Linked DNA regions of Mus musculus: all the other regions are linked to region 3. The links are chromatin contacts, called in public Hi-C and promoter capture Hi-C maps. All regions are on one chromosome and are shown on one strand. Each heading gives the region's core, a stretch centred on a gene start, on an enhancer-like site or on the middle of the called end of the contact. The rest is flanking DNA. Distances are from core to core; before and after follow the strand shown.

Region 1 (2,720 bases), core at 191-2,690, 2.3 Mb before region 3:
TTATTTTATTTCATGTATATGAGTACACTTAGCTGTACAATTGTTTGTGAGCTTTCATGTGGTTGTTAGGAATTGAATTTTTTTTAGGACTCCTGCTTGCTCTGGTCAACTCCCCTTGCTTTGCTTGCTCCCTCCCAAAGGTTTATTATTATAAATAAGTACACTGTGGCTGTCTTCAGACATGCCAGAAGCAGGCGTCAGATCTCATTACCAGTGTTTGTGGGCCACCATGTGGCTGCTTGAATTTGAACTCAGGACCTTAGGATGAGCAGTCAGTGCGCTACCTGCTGAGCCATCTCACCAGCCCCTCCTTTATTCTTTTTAACAAGATATCTCTTTTACGTTTTTAGGTGTATGTCTGTGCACCACGTGTTTGCAGCACCCACTGAGGCCAGAAGGGGGCATCAGATCCTCTGGTCAGGAATTATGGATGGTTGTGAGTTGCTATATGGGTGCTGGGAACTGAACACAGATCCCTCGGAAGAGCAGTCTGTGCTTGTAACCACTGAGCCAACTCTCCAGCCCGCCTTTTTTCCCCTCTCTATTCAGGGTGGTGTGCGGAAGCATTTTTGTTTTCATAAAAATTTCATGCATCTCTTTTTGCTCTTGTCTATCCTTTTGGCGTCTTGGTGAAAGTCCCTTGCCAATGACAACACTCTGTTATCTAATTCAGTGTTAGGTGTGTATCTCATAATGCTGACACGGAAAAAAAAAAACTGATCTAAGTTAAGATATAAAAGAATACATTTTCAGGTCTTCGGAGATGGCTCAGTGGGAAGCGTGCTTCCATATGCATGGAAGACTAGTTTATTTATTTTTTTAATTTATATGAGTACATTGCAGCTGTCTTCAGACACACTAGAAGAATACATTGGATCCTATTATAGATGGTTGTGAGCCACCATGTGGTTGCTGGGAATTGAACTCAGGACCTCTGGAAGAGCAGTCAGTGCTCTTAACCTCTGAGCCATCTATACAGCCTCTAAGACTAGTTTAAATCTCCAGCACAAACATCAAAAAACAATCAAACTAAACAGGCAAATGTATCGTGACCAGCTCTGTGCAGTAGGAAAGGCACTACGAACTGGAGAACATGGCTCTTTCAACCCAGGGTTAGGTGGTTTATAAATTAGGTAAGGAAATGTTTTAAGGCTCCAGGTAGTCAGTTACTCATGCATGTGGGACAGCTACTGCACACAAACCAGACAGCGATTACCCGGGCGCTTGCGCTCCCTAGCGTCCAGGAAGGAGCTCCGAAACATTGCCTAAACCATAAACAGGAAGCGTAACCTAGGCCACACAGGGCCCGCCCCCCAGCTCAGTCCTCCGAGTTCCAGCCAAAGTCCTGAGAGAGTGCCAATCAGATAGACGCTTCCGCACAGAGGCGGAACTTCCTTCCTTAGCGCGCACGCGTGCCCGGAGCTCCGCCCCGGAACTGCAGTACTGAAGCTGCTGCAGTTCCGGGTCGGGTTGGCGCAAACGGCCCGGCGTGTGAGGTGACTGCGGCGGTGAGTGCTCTTTGTGGGTTCGGAGCGGAGCAGGCCCTGGCCGGCTGCGGAGGGGCTCCCCGGTGTCTTCGAAGCATCGTGGCTCACCGGTGTCCCCACAACCTTGGTTGCCGGTGGCTCATGCTTTGCTGTGGGCATCAAGGCCCGGCAACCTCCCTTGAAGCCCTCGTGGGACTCTGGCAGAAGGCACAGGTCACTCCCCCGCGCCCTATTTCTAGTGACGTTCCCTTCACCTTGTCAAGGTGGGGCCGAGGTGCGGCGGGGGTCGGGGGGTCGCCGTGCGTCCCATGCCATCCTCACAGACGCCATGTTAAGCGGTTTTTGACGTGCGTCACTATTTCGTATTCAGATGAGGACCCAGTGCGATAAATATCTCATTATCCTCAATTTGTAGATAAGGAGACTGAGGCACAGAGATGTGCAGCAAACACCGAGCAGGATCCAGATTTGAATCGAGTTTTGCCTTACTCTCTCCACAATGTCCCTTTTCATTTAGAGAGGACCCATGTAGCGCCACTTCCACACAGATGAGTCGTGCATACTCAGACTTTAAAGACAGGGTCTTGTGTAGCCAAGGCTGGCTTTGAGCTCCTGATCTTCCATCTCCATTCCTGAGGGCAGGATACCGGCTATGTACGGTTTTACGCAGTGCTAGGGGGGGTGGAACCTAGGACTTGACGTGTTTCAACCTATCTGGCCAAGGCCAAGATGATGGAAATGGCACTTGTCTTGTTCTACCAGGGAAAAAAGCACGCCGTATCTCAGATTCTTACTCCGTGTTCAAAATGGCTTATCAAGCCTCTTTTGATACTTATTTTGTGTACAGTGTAAAATTAGTTATTATTAGATATTATCACACCCTTCTCATTTAGAAAGATTGTAACACTAAATTCTGAGAGGAGGTGGGTGGGTGGGGGTTGCATACAAAGTAAGTGTTGGAGCTAGGATCCTAACCAGAGATAGCTCATGTGTCCTTTACTGCCTGTGTCCCCTCTGCTCCAAGCCAAACTACCTATTCTGTGGGTGTGTTTCATTTTCTGGATTTGAGCATCTCCTCTATGTAAGTTAAGCCATCTCTGTGTCCTTGGCTGTTTGCAGGGTCTAGTACGTTTTAGGAAAGCGTGTGTTGCCCTAGAGCCTGTACCCCACAGTCACTAACCCAGAAGAACATTTCTTTTCAGCAACCATGAAGGTGAAGGAGACAAACTCAAA
Region 2 (2,717 bases), core at 48-2,547, 2.2 Mb after region 3:
TATCTGGGGTCTGGTTGCATGACTTTCAGAAAGCGGTAACACCTTGTCCAGGGTAAAGGCTTGACTGACTTCTCTGCCATGACCCTGCTAACAGATCGCATAGAGAACTGGTGAGATTTGCTTTCCTCTCTTTAGTATTCATGAATGGTTCACTTTCCAGCCACCGCTGTGCCTCCGTCATCTCTTTTGGTCTTAAGTTGTCATCTGAGGATGGCTTAATTAAGAATGTTTTTGCTTCAAACTCTACCCTTGGGTCATTAAAAATTGCAATGGAAAATATGATAATGGGAAAATAAATTATTTAAATCTAGTATTAATCTGAAGTTCTTAAATATGTACCATGGGATCTGTAAAACATTGTGTTGAAAAAAAAACTGTACAGAGAGAAATTCTTATTCTTCTACACCCTACCTCATAAAAATTATATGTAGCTAGTGATTAATATTTCACGATGTACGGCAACAAATATTTAATTTTTTCTAAGCATACATAGATGTTACATAGTCAACATCTCTTCCAGGAGTAGTCTACCTGATCACAATTATTTAGGCCATCTGATTTCACAATTACTTTAAAACATGCCCTTCTTCATTTTAATCAAGAGATAATTGCTGCTATCCAAAACAGCAGCTGAAAGATCTGCCAGCGGGGTGGGGGTGGGTGGTGGTGGGGTGCGTGGGGGGGGGGGGTGGGTTCGGAGTTTTGGTGGGGACAGTGATGCACATTTGTAATCTCAGCATTCAGGAGACAAAAACAGGAGGATTATGAGTTTGAGGCCTGTTGAACAACAGTAGTAACAAATCCAGGACTATTTATTAGGACAGTGTATCTAATGTGTCAAAAGCACATTTGCGAGGTTAGGTTTTCTTCTTGCCAAATTTCTGGACCAGAGAGCACCATGATAAGCAAACACACACGTATATGTAAGGTATGGAGGAGGCGATTAAAGAATAAAGTGAACATTCTATTCTGGTGTTATTCATTGGCATATGAAATAGCTGAGGTCTAAGGGCAAGCGGGATTCCCCAGAGATTCCTGAGCAAGCAAACCCAGCAACAGGAATCCAAATCTGGGTGGGGTAATCCAGGTCTCGCGAGGGTGGGAACGGGTGCTTAGATCTTGGTAGGGAGGACTGCGTGGGGGGGGGGGGCGGGGGGGCGGGGGGCGTTAACCACAGCCTGGTGGTGGTGAGCAGGGAGCTCTCTGATTCCGCTCTACTCCGGGAGGGGCGGGGCCACCTGAGAGGTGGGGCTAGCGCAGGGGAGGGGCGGGGCCGCGCGGCTCCGCCCTCCCGCCACTCAGCTGGGCTCGGGAGCGCGCGGCGCGGCTCCGCCGGGGCTGTGGAGGCGAGGTAGCGGCTAGACCGGAGCGCCGCAGGTGACCCGGGCGGGGAGTCCGGTGCGCGGGGCGGGCGGAGAAGAAGCGGGCTGGAGGCGCGTCCCCGTCCCCCCTCTTCGCTTGGTTGTCTTCCAGCCTAAGGCACTGGGCTGAGGGGACACGGCGAGCTCCCAGACGCGCGAGGCTCCCGGACAGCCGGCGGCGCTCGCGGCCCTCAGCATGTTCGGTGAGGCGAGGCTTTTCCTCCCGCCCGTGGGCTGAAGCGGCGGCGGCGGCTGCGGCGGCCACGCAAGCGAGATGCACCTGCCGGGCTCGGCTTAGAGGAGCGTCCGGGCCGCCAGCGGGAGAGCTTTCGTCACCCAGCCCCGGCGGCGACCGCGGGCCCGAGCCGCAGCGACGGGTGGGCGCACCGACATGGCGGCTCGGAGCGCCCCGAGCTGCCACCTGCGGCTCGAGTGGGTGTACGGCTACCGGGGCCACCAGTGCCGCAACAACCTCTACTACACGGCGGCCAAGGAGATCGTGTACTTCGTGGCGGGGGTCGGCGTGGTGTATAGTCCGCGGGAGCATCGGCAGAAGTTCTTCCGCGGCCACAGCGACGACATCATCAGGTACGGGCTCGGGGAGGCGGAGGGGTGGGGTGGGAGGGGGACCGCTGTCACCCCTGCCGAGCGCCCTCGGAGTTTGCAGCTGCCTGTCCTTCTGGAAGTCGTGGCCGTTCACGCAAAGGGGCATCACCCAGGACAGCGATGTGCATCTATCTGGTTCGGAGCCCACCCACTTACCACTCCGCTTTCCGCAGCGCCCTTTTCTAGGGGAGCGAGCCTACGGATGCTCCGCAGGCCTTCGCTTGACTGGATTTGTGACCTTTTCCGTTCCATCAACATCAGGAGTTTAGACTCCGTGATTGGTTTCTTGTTAAAAAGGAAATCTTATTTCGCTAGGGAAAGGAAACACTTGACAGAAGACTAACCCAAGCTCTGCGGTACTCAACTCTTGGCCGTAGTTATTAGTTCAGATTTCACTATCTGCAATTATCAGCAGATAGCAAAGAAACTCATGTGTTACTCGGAAGGCAATTCACTAGAGGTTAAAATTCGCACGCTGGAAGGCACTTGGAGGGTATGTCTTTTATGAGAAATAACCTTTACCACACCGATTTCCGATTCTGTTTATCTTCATCAGAGTAACCTTAAGTTTACTTTCTTATTAGTAATTTCAATCACAGGGTGACAGTATCTTGCTCTCTATTGATCTGAATCTTAACGTTGGCCGAGATGTTTGGTAAGCTGTACATATAAAGGGTAATTTTCCACATTTCAGTCGAACTCTAATGTTAAAGTTGGGAGCGTTTGAATTGATTATTGCCTCAAGCACAT
Region 3 (2,700 bases), core at 169-2,668:
CTGTGACCTAGAAGTATACGCCAAATAAATTATTTCCTCACAGTACTTGTTCCCAAACACAAGCTGGCAATTCTGAAATTCTGAGAAGTACAAATCCTGGTGTACCCTGATTCAAAGTCTCTAAAGGACACTTTATAGAGGAGAGGAAGACCCGGATCATAGCAATTTAGGAAAGCTCTGGAAGACACAAAATAGTTTGTAAATGATTTCCATCATCAGAATAAGCCAGGAGACAAAATACTGAGACTGGCTAGGTGTGTTCTATTGGGTTCTGTACTCCAGCAAAACAGTTTCAGAGGGATGAAAGCAACAGTTTCTTCTTTGATGGGTAAAGAGTCAAGGCAGATAAGAAACTATTCACTGTGTAAGCTCTGCTAGTCAGTCTCCAAGGGCCTTTAAAAAGGTGGTTCTCAACATGTGGGTCTCGATCCCTTGGCGGTCAAACACGGGACACAGCAGATATCCTGCATATTACAGTTACGAAGTAGCAACAAAATGATTTTATAGTGAGGGAGGGGTCACCACAACAAGAGAAACTGTGTTATAAAAGAGTCAGAGCATTTTAGGAAGGTTAGAAGCATTGCTATAAAATAATCAGCATAGAGGGCCATACTGCTAACCTGCTCTGCTTGGAGCTCATGGGCTCCATCTAGATGCTTGAAAGGATTGCATTCTGGTATTTAGAAACAGCAACTGCTTTGTTTTTACATGCTTCCGAGTTTTGTTGGTGAATGATTTCAGGTATGTCTTTGCGAGCACTTGTCTCTGGTGTGGGTTAAGAAAGATCCCAGCTTCTCGCATACGTTGCTTCAGCCAGTCAGAGCAACATTGTGAGGCTGTGTTTCAAAAAAAACAAAAAAACAAAGAATTTCATCTTATTCATACAGTACGGCATTTATCTTTGCAAGCCCTTCAAGATGTGTTTTGTTATTTTGTTTAAAAAAACAAACAAACCAGCCTAGGGCTACAGACGATCAGCTTTGATAACCGACAGAGAAAGGGAGATAACCGCTGATTATTGTGAGGTGAGTGCTCAGAATGATCCCGGGGAGCAGTGCCACGCGTGAACACCGCGTCGAGGGTTTTAGACTTGCCCGGCCATTGCGTGCCTCACTGCATCCCGCCAACCTCGCGGTCCAAACGGTCCTCTCTCAGAAACTTCTCTATTTCAGGCCAAGGGAAGAAGAGGAGGAGGAGGAGGAGGGCGGGGGGAGGACGAGGAGGACGCCAGCAGCCCGCGCCCCCAGGGCCGACTGCAAAGGTCCTCCCTAAAGCGTCCGGAGAAGGCTCGCACGGGAAAGGACGAGCTCCGGGATCAGAGTCCAGTCTGGCTCCAGAAGCCGCCAACAGACTCCACACCCCTTCCCCGCCCGGAGCCGAGGTGATGACGAATTCAAAGTGCGACGGACGCACACGCAGCCCGCGCTTGCACGACAGTACGCGCAGGGCAGCGCGAGGGAGTCCCGGTCCGTCACCGGCGCGACTCGCGTCCCGCCTCCTCCGCTCCCGCCACCCCCGCAGCTCCGCGCCCGCCTCGGTGCAAGGCCTCGGCCGGAGCGAAGCTGCCGGCTCCCGTCTTGTCGCTTTAAGTGGTGGGGCTTGCGGGCCGCCCCTGCCGCTACTGCCTAGGTGGCCCCGCGCGCCGCTTTTGAGGGGCGAGCCAAGATGGCGGCGGCTTTGGCTCTGTGAGGAAGACGGAAGAGGCGGCGGAGTAGGGAAGGCGGCTTCTAAGAAGAGCCAGGGGTTCTCGGGTGGCCAGAGGCGTTCGGAGTCTCCCGGGAAGTGCTACCTCACCGGCTTCGGATGCTTTAAGCGGGAGGAGCGGAGCGGGGCTTCCTGCTGCAGCGGCTGGGCCAGGTACAAGGGAGGAAAACATGGCGGCGGCGGCCTGAGGAGGCGGCGGCGCGGGAAAGCGGCTCTGCGGAGGTCATGGTGGAGGCCGGAGCGGGTCTGTGAACCGAGCCGCACCTCGTTGGAACGGCGGGCCGGTAGGCTGCGTAGTGCTGCGCGTTCCCTGTCGGGGCTGCTGGGCGGCCGCGCTCGCTCGGCCTGGACAATAGCGCCGGGGAGAAGGAGACGAGAGAAGGCGGCGGCCCGGGGCTCGGACCCGGGAGCGGGCCATGCGAGCGGCGGCGCAGCTCCGCGGCGGCCAGCGGTGGCACTGAGGTCCCGGAGTTCCCCGTTTGCGGCCGCCCGCCTTTTCTGGACACTGTCCCTGGGCCACTCGGGCGGGGCCCCCGGCCGGCACGATGACCGACACCCGACGGCGGGTGAAGGTCTACACGCTCAACGAGGACCGGCAGTGGGACGACCGGGGTACTGGCCATGTGTCCTCCGGCTACGTGGAGAGGCTGAAGGGCATGTCCCTGCTCGTCAGGGCGGAGAGCGACGGTAAGTGACCCTCACTGGCCCCTCTCAGAGCAGTGGCGCTCGGACTGGGACGGCGGGAGTGCGGACGGGAACGCCACGGGGTACCCAAGTCCGGTGGAGCTCGGTGGAGAGCATTCGGGGTGTCCATCCTTAACCCGAAAACCTTGTGGCGTTGGGATTTCGAGCAGAGCGGAGCACGTTGCGCCGTGCTGCCTTTCCAGTGCAGAAAGGTCGGAGACCTGAGATCCTCTTTCCCCGGTGGTTTTTGCACCGTCGTGACCTTGAGAAAGGCATTTAACGGAAACGATCTGCTCCCCCCCCCCCCACACA
Region 4 (3,020 bases), core at 41-2,540, 2.3 Mb after region 3:
CTCACTGCTTTCGTATAATCCAAGTGTAGACATAGTGTAATGTCAAGCCTTCTAACCATTATGAAAACAAATTTGACTCCAGGGGTCAGTAAGGGTCTCAGACCCTGAGTTACTATTTTAAGGTACCCATGATTTACAACTAAAGCCACCATCAGTGGGGTCAGACAGGCTTCCTCCCCCAGGCCTGTTCAAGTACCTGAAGCCTTTGTTTCTATTTGTACAACTGGGATATTATCATTTACATTTTAATGGCTAAACAATGCCTAGCTCAGAGTAAACACTCATTCTGAAAAAACAAACAAACAAACAAACAAAAACAAAAAAAATCTAATACATAAAACTTACTGAACCAGCTCTGTGGCAAATGCCAGAAGCCTGAAGCATATAATGTTCATATCCAAAATGAGAGATCTCAAATTAAAGGTCATGATGAGAAAGTAACAACAGGAAAAACAGAACAAAATTCGAACAAACATGGGTGCTTAAAAACACGACAGCTTCAGCCGAAGGTTAGAAAAGCTAGACTATTTCAAAATAACATCTTAGACAGGAGATGGGGGTGGGGGAAGGGACCTCGGGGTGCTGCTATAGATGGCTCGATGGAACGAGGGGAGAGGAAAACCAGGGCTCTCAAGGCAGACCACCCGAAGAGCTCTGGGGCAGAGTCACTCACACATCCAGGCAGCTACAAGCCCTACAGTAGTATATGGAGGCGAAGGATGAGAATCGACTTACCTACGTAAGCTCCTAATTCTTGTAATTTCCCCTTAATGGCACTCTGAGGGAGAGAGAGAGAAAAAAAAAAAAAAAAACAGCAAAGGTGCCTGTGAAAACCGCGACAGTGAAAGAGCCGCCCCGCGCAACCGGGGGGTGGGGGAGGGGACGCCGCCCCCCGCGCGGCGCTTCCCGCAGCCGCCGCCGCCGCTGCCGCCCAGGTGCCTCTCACGGGCCCGCTGGAGTCCCCAGAGCCGACCGCCGCGCCTGCGCTCCGTCTGAGGCGGCCGGCGCGGAGGAGACGCTGCAGGCCGGGCCCACCCGCCCCGTTACTCCTGGCAACCGCCTGCCCGCCATGCCCAGCGCCCGCCGACGCGGGCCTCACCCGGATCTTGCGGCTGATCTCGGTGCCGATTTCCATGGCTCGGCGGCGGGCGGCCGGCTCGGCACTGCGCGGCGCCTCGGTTACCTGGAGCCCGCCGCGGGCTGCCACCCTGCAGCCTGGGCCCCCTACGCCGCTGCCGCTGCCGCTGCCGCCGCTGCCGCCGCCGCTCCGCCTCCGCCGTGCGCGTCCCCGCCCCTGCTGGCGCCCCCGTGCAAGTGGGAGCCAACGCGCATGCGTCTGAGCACACACGCATGCGCGCAATCGCGCGCGCGTGTGTGTCCCGGGCAGGGGGGCGGGGTCCGGAACCTGTGCTCTGGCGACCACTGCTGGTGGCTCATAGGACGATGGCCTACGGGGTTACCTGGTTTCACCTTCCTCTTTCTAGGCTTCGGGGGAGCCTTTCCTTTTCCTTTTCATGCTTTCTCATTTGCGAATTTTAGTCTACAGGTAATCAGGATGAAAGTATGTATAGCTCAAACATTATGAGCCCTGATCCGAGTTCAAATCTAACCCCAAGTATCACTATGGGATTGAGATATATATTATCAAATGACAAAAAGGAGATTATTTTCTAGAAGATGTACTATTATTACACTTGATGAGGTAGAGGGACGATATTCAGAACCCATGACCTTACTTTAATTCTATAGGGATGTTTTGTTTTGTTTTGTTTTGTTTTTTGAGACAGGGTTTCTCTGTGTAGCCCTGGCTGTTCTGGAACTTGCTCTGAAACCCATGCTGGCCTTGAACCCAGTGATCCACCTGCCCCTGCCTCCTGAGGGCTGCCAGCTGCAGGTAGCAAGACTGGCAAGTGTCACCCTCTAGTGTTACAACACCCTGCAGTGTTGACCAGTGTGACTGGGAAGTTGGGGCCCTCTAGTGTTAAGAGTTGGTGCGCAGGGCTCCGTTATTGGGTGTCAGCCCTGAATGTATTAGAGCTCCTTGGGCCTAGAAATTGGGTTTGCTAATCTCAGTCTCAGCTGGGATTGCAGTTTCCTGAAGGTCCTAGGTACTGGGATTTCTCAGGCCATGGTGGTAGCCAGCGATACAGCTCTCAGTCAGATGCCTGGCACACTTGGCCCTGAAGACCTGACAGTTCTCACAAATTCTTGTGACCGGGGCCTGCAGGTTCCCTTCATTGCTTTTTACGTCATTGCTTTTAATGCTTAGGCTCTGAGCCTCCTGTTCCCCCTCTCAGCTTCTTACCTTATCCTGGCCACTCTTGAACAGCTCCCTCCCTCTTCTATCTCCTGCCTCTCTTTGGGTCCACACAGCTGAAAGTGGGTCAGAAAAGAGAGCTTGAGAGAAGCCTCTTGTTAAGCCTGCTGTTGTAACCATAGGGTAAGCTGCTCCCGAGAGTGCCCCTCCCGGCCTGAACAGTCTGCTTCTATAGCTCAAAATGGGATGTTTGGATTAATCACAGCTATTTGTTTTGGCCGAGCCTAGCCATATGTTGGACTAATCAGAGCTTTGCCTCTTAGCACCAATTACAGCTATCTGTCTGGTCTGCTAGACCACAAGGAGAAGAGCTTGCCCTCTGGCCTAGGAAGAGATAATTGCAGGTTTGTTTGAAGTTCTTCAAGGCTCGGGATCACAAACTATCAGGTACAAAATCTTTCCAACAGCCCTCATTGGAGCCACACATTCAGGAGCTGGGACAATCAGATCGACTGCAGTCTTTATGTAGTTGTTTCAAGGTGGAATGCTCAGGACTGTCGTGGATGCTGGTCTAAGAGCAGTCTGGCTGTTTGCTAGGCTCCTTCATTTAAGACATCCAGGGCAGCAAAAGAGAGTTCAATGGCTGCTAATAGGTGTTCAAATTGTTCAAACCCTAACAGCTTTGCTGGATTATAGGAAAACAAGCATCGGAAGGAAACTGAGAGAACCTGTCACTCGAAGTGATGATAACAGATCTGAAAGT

Evidence for each region. Hi-C and Micro-C count contacts between places; a contact is called where the count stands out from the background. Capture Hi-C pulls out chosen DNA fragments and counts their contacts.
Region 1: a Hi-C map of B cells shows a contact between it and region 3, with 7 read pairs. The contact joins the promoter of Ddx24 here to the promoter of Ppp4r3a in region 3. A contact is called at or near these places in 1 of 39 promoter capture datasets (the C10 cell line), 1 of 484 Hi-C or Micro-C datasets (B cells) and 2 of 115 datasets of contacts at active chromatin or transcription factors (astrocytes and embryonic forebrain).
Region 2: a promoter capture Hi-C map of adipose tissue shows a contact between it and region 3, with 3 times the contacts expected there. The contact joins the promoter of Eml5 here to the promoter of Ppp4r3a in region 3. A contact is called at or near these places in 2 of 484 Hi-C or Micro-C datasets (CD4 T cells and muscle stem cells) and 2 of 9 other capture datasets (adipose tissue and liver).
Region 4: a contact with region 3 is called in a promoter capture Hi-C map of liver, with 3 times the contacts expected there. The contact joins the promoter of Zc3h14 here to the promoter of Ppp4r3a in region 3. A contact is called at or near these places in 1 of 484 Hi-C or Micro-C datasets (B cells), 2 of 115 datasets of contacts at active chromatin or transcription factors (large pre-B cells and pro-B cells) and 2 of 9 other capture datasets (adipose tissue and liver).

The regions. Positions count from the first base shown.
Region 1 is chr12:103,424,567-103,427,286 of GRCm38.p6, reverse strand. It overlaps Ddx24 (DEAD box helicase 24), which reads left to right and starts at 1,440. Exons shown (of 9, transcript NM_020494.4): 1 at 1,440-1,508; 2 at 2,690-2,720. The coding sequence starts at 2,695.
Region 2 is chr12:98,900,064-98,902,780 of GRCm38.p6, reverse strand. It overlaps Eml5 (echinoderm microtubule associated protein like 5), which reads left to right and starts at 1,297. Exons shown (of 44, transcript NM_001081191.1): 1 at 1,297-1,949. The coding sequence starts at 1,753.
Region 3 is chr12:101,082,420-101,085,119 of GRCm38.p6, reverse strand. It overlaps Ppp4r3a (protein phosphatase 4 regulatory subunit 3A), which reads left to right and starts at 1,418. Exons shown (of 15, transcript NM_211355.2): 1 at 1,418-2,391. The coding sequence starts at 2,250. It overlaps D130020L05Rik (RIKEN cDNA D130020L05 gene), which reads right to left and starts at 2,669. Exons shown (of 2, transcript NR_038050.1): 1 at 621-2,669.
Region 4 is chr12:98,745,238-98,748,257 of GRCm38.p6, reverse strand. It overlaps Zc3h14 (zinc finger CCCH type containing 14), which reads right to left and starts at 1,290. Exons shown (of 17, transcript NM_029334.2): 1 at 1,100-1,290; 2 at 736-778. The coding sequence starts at 1,135.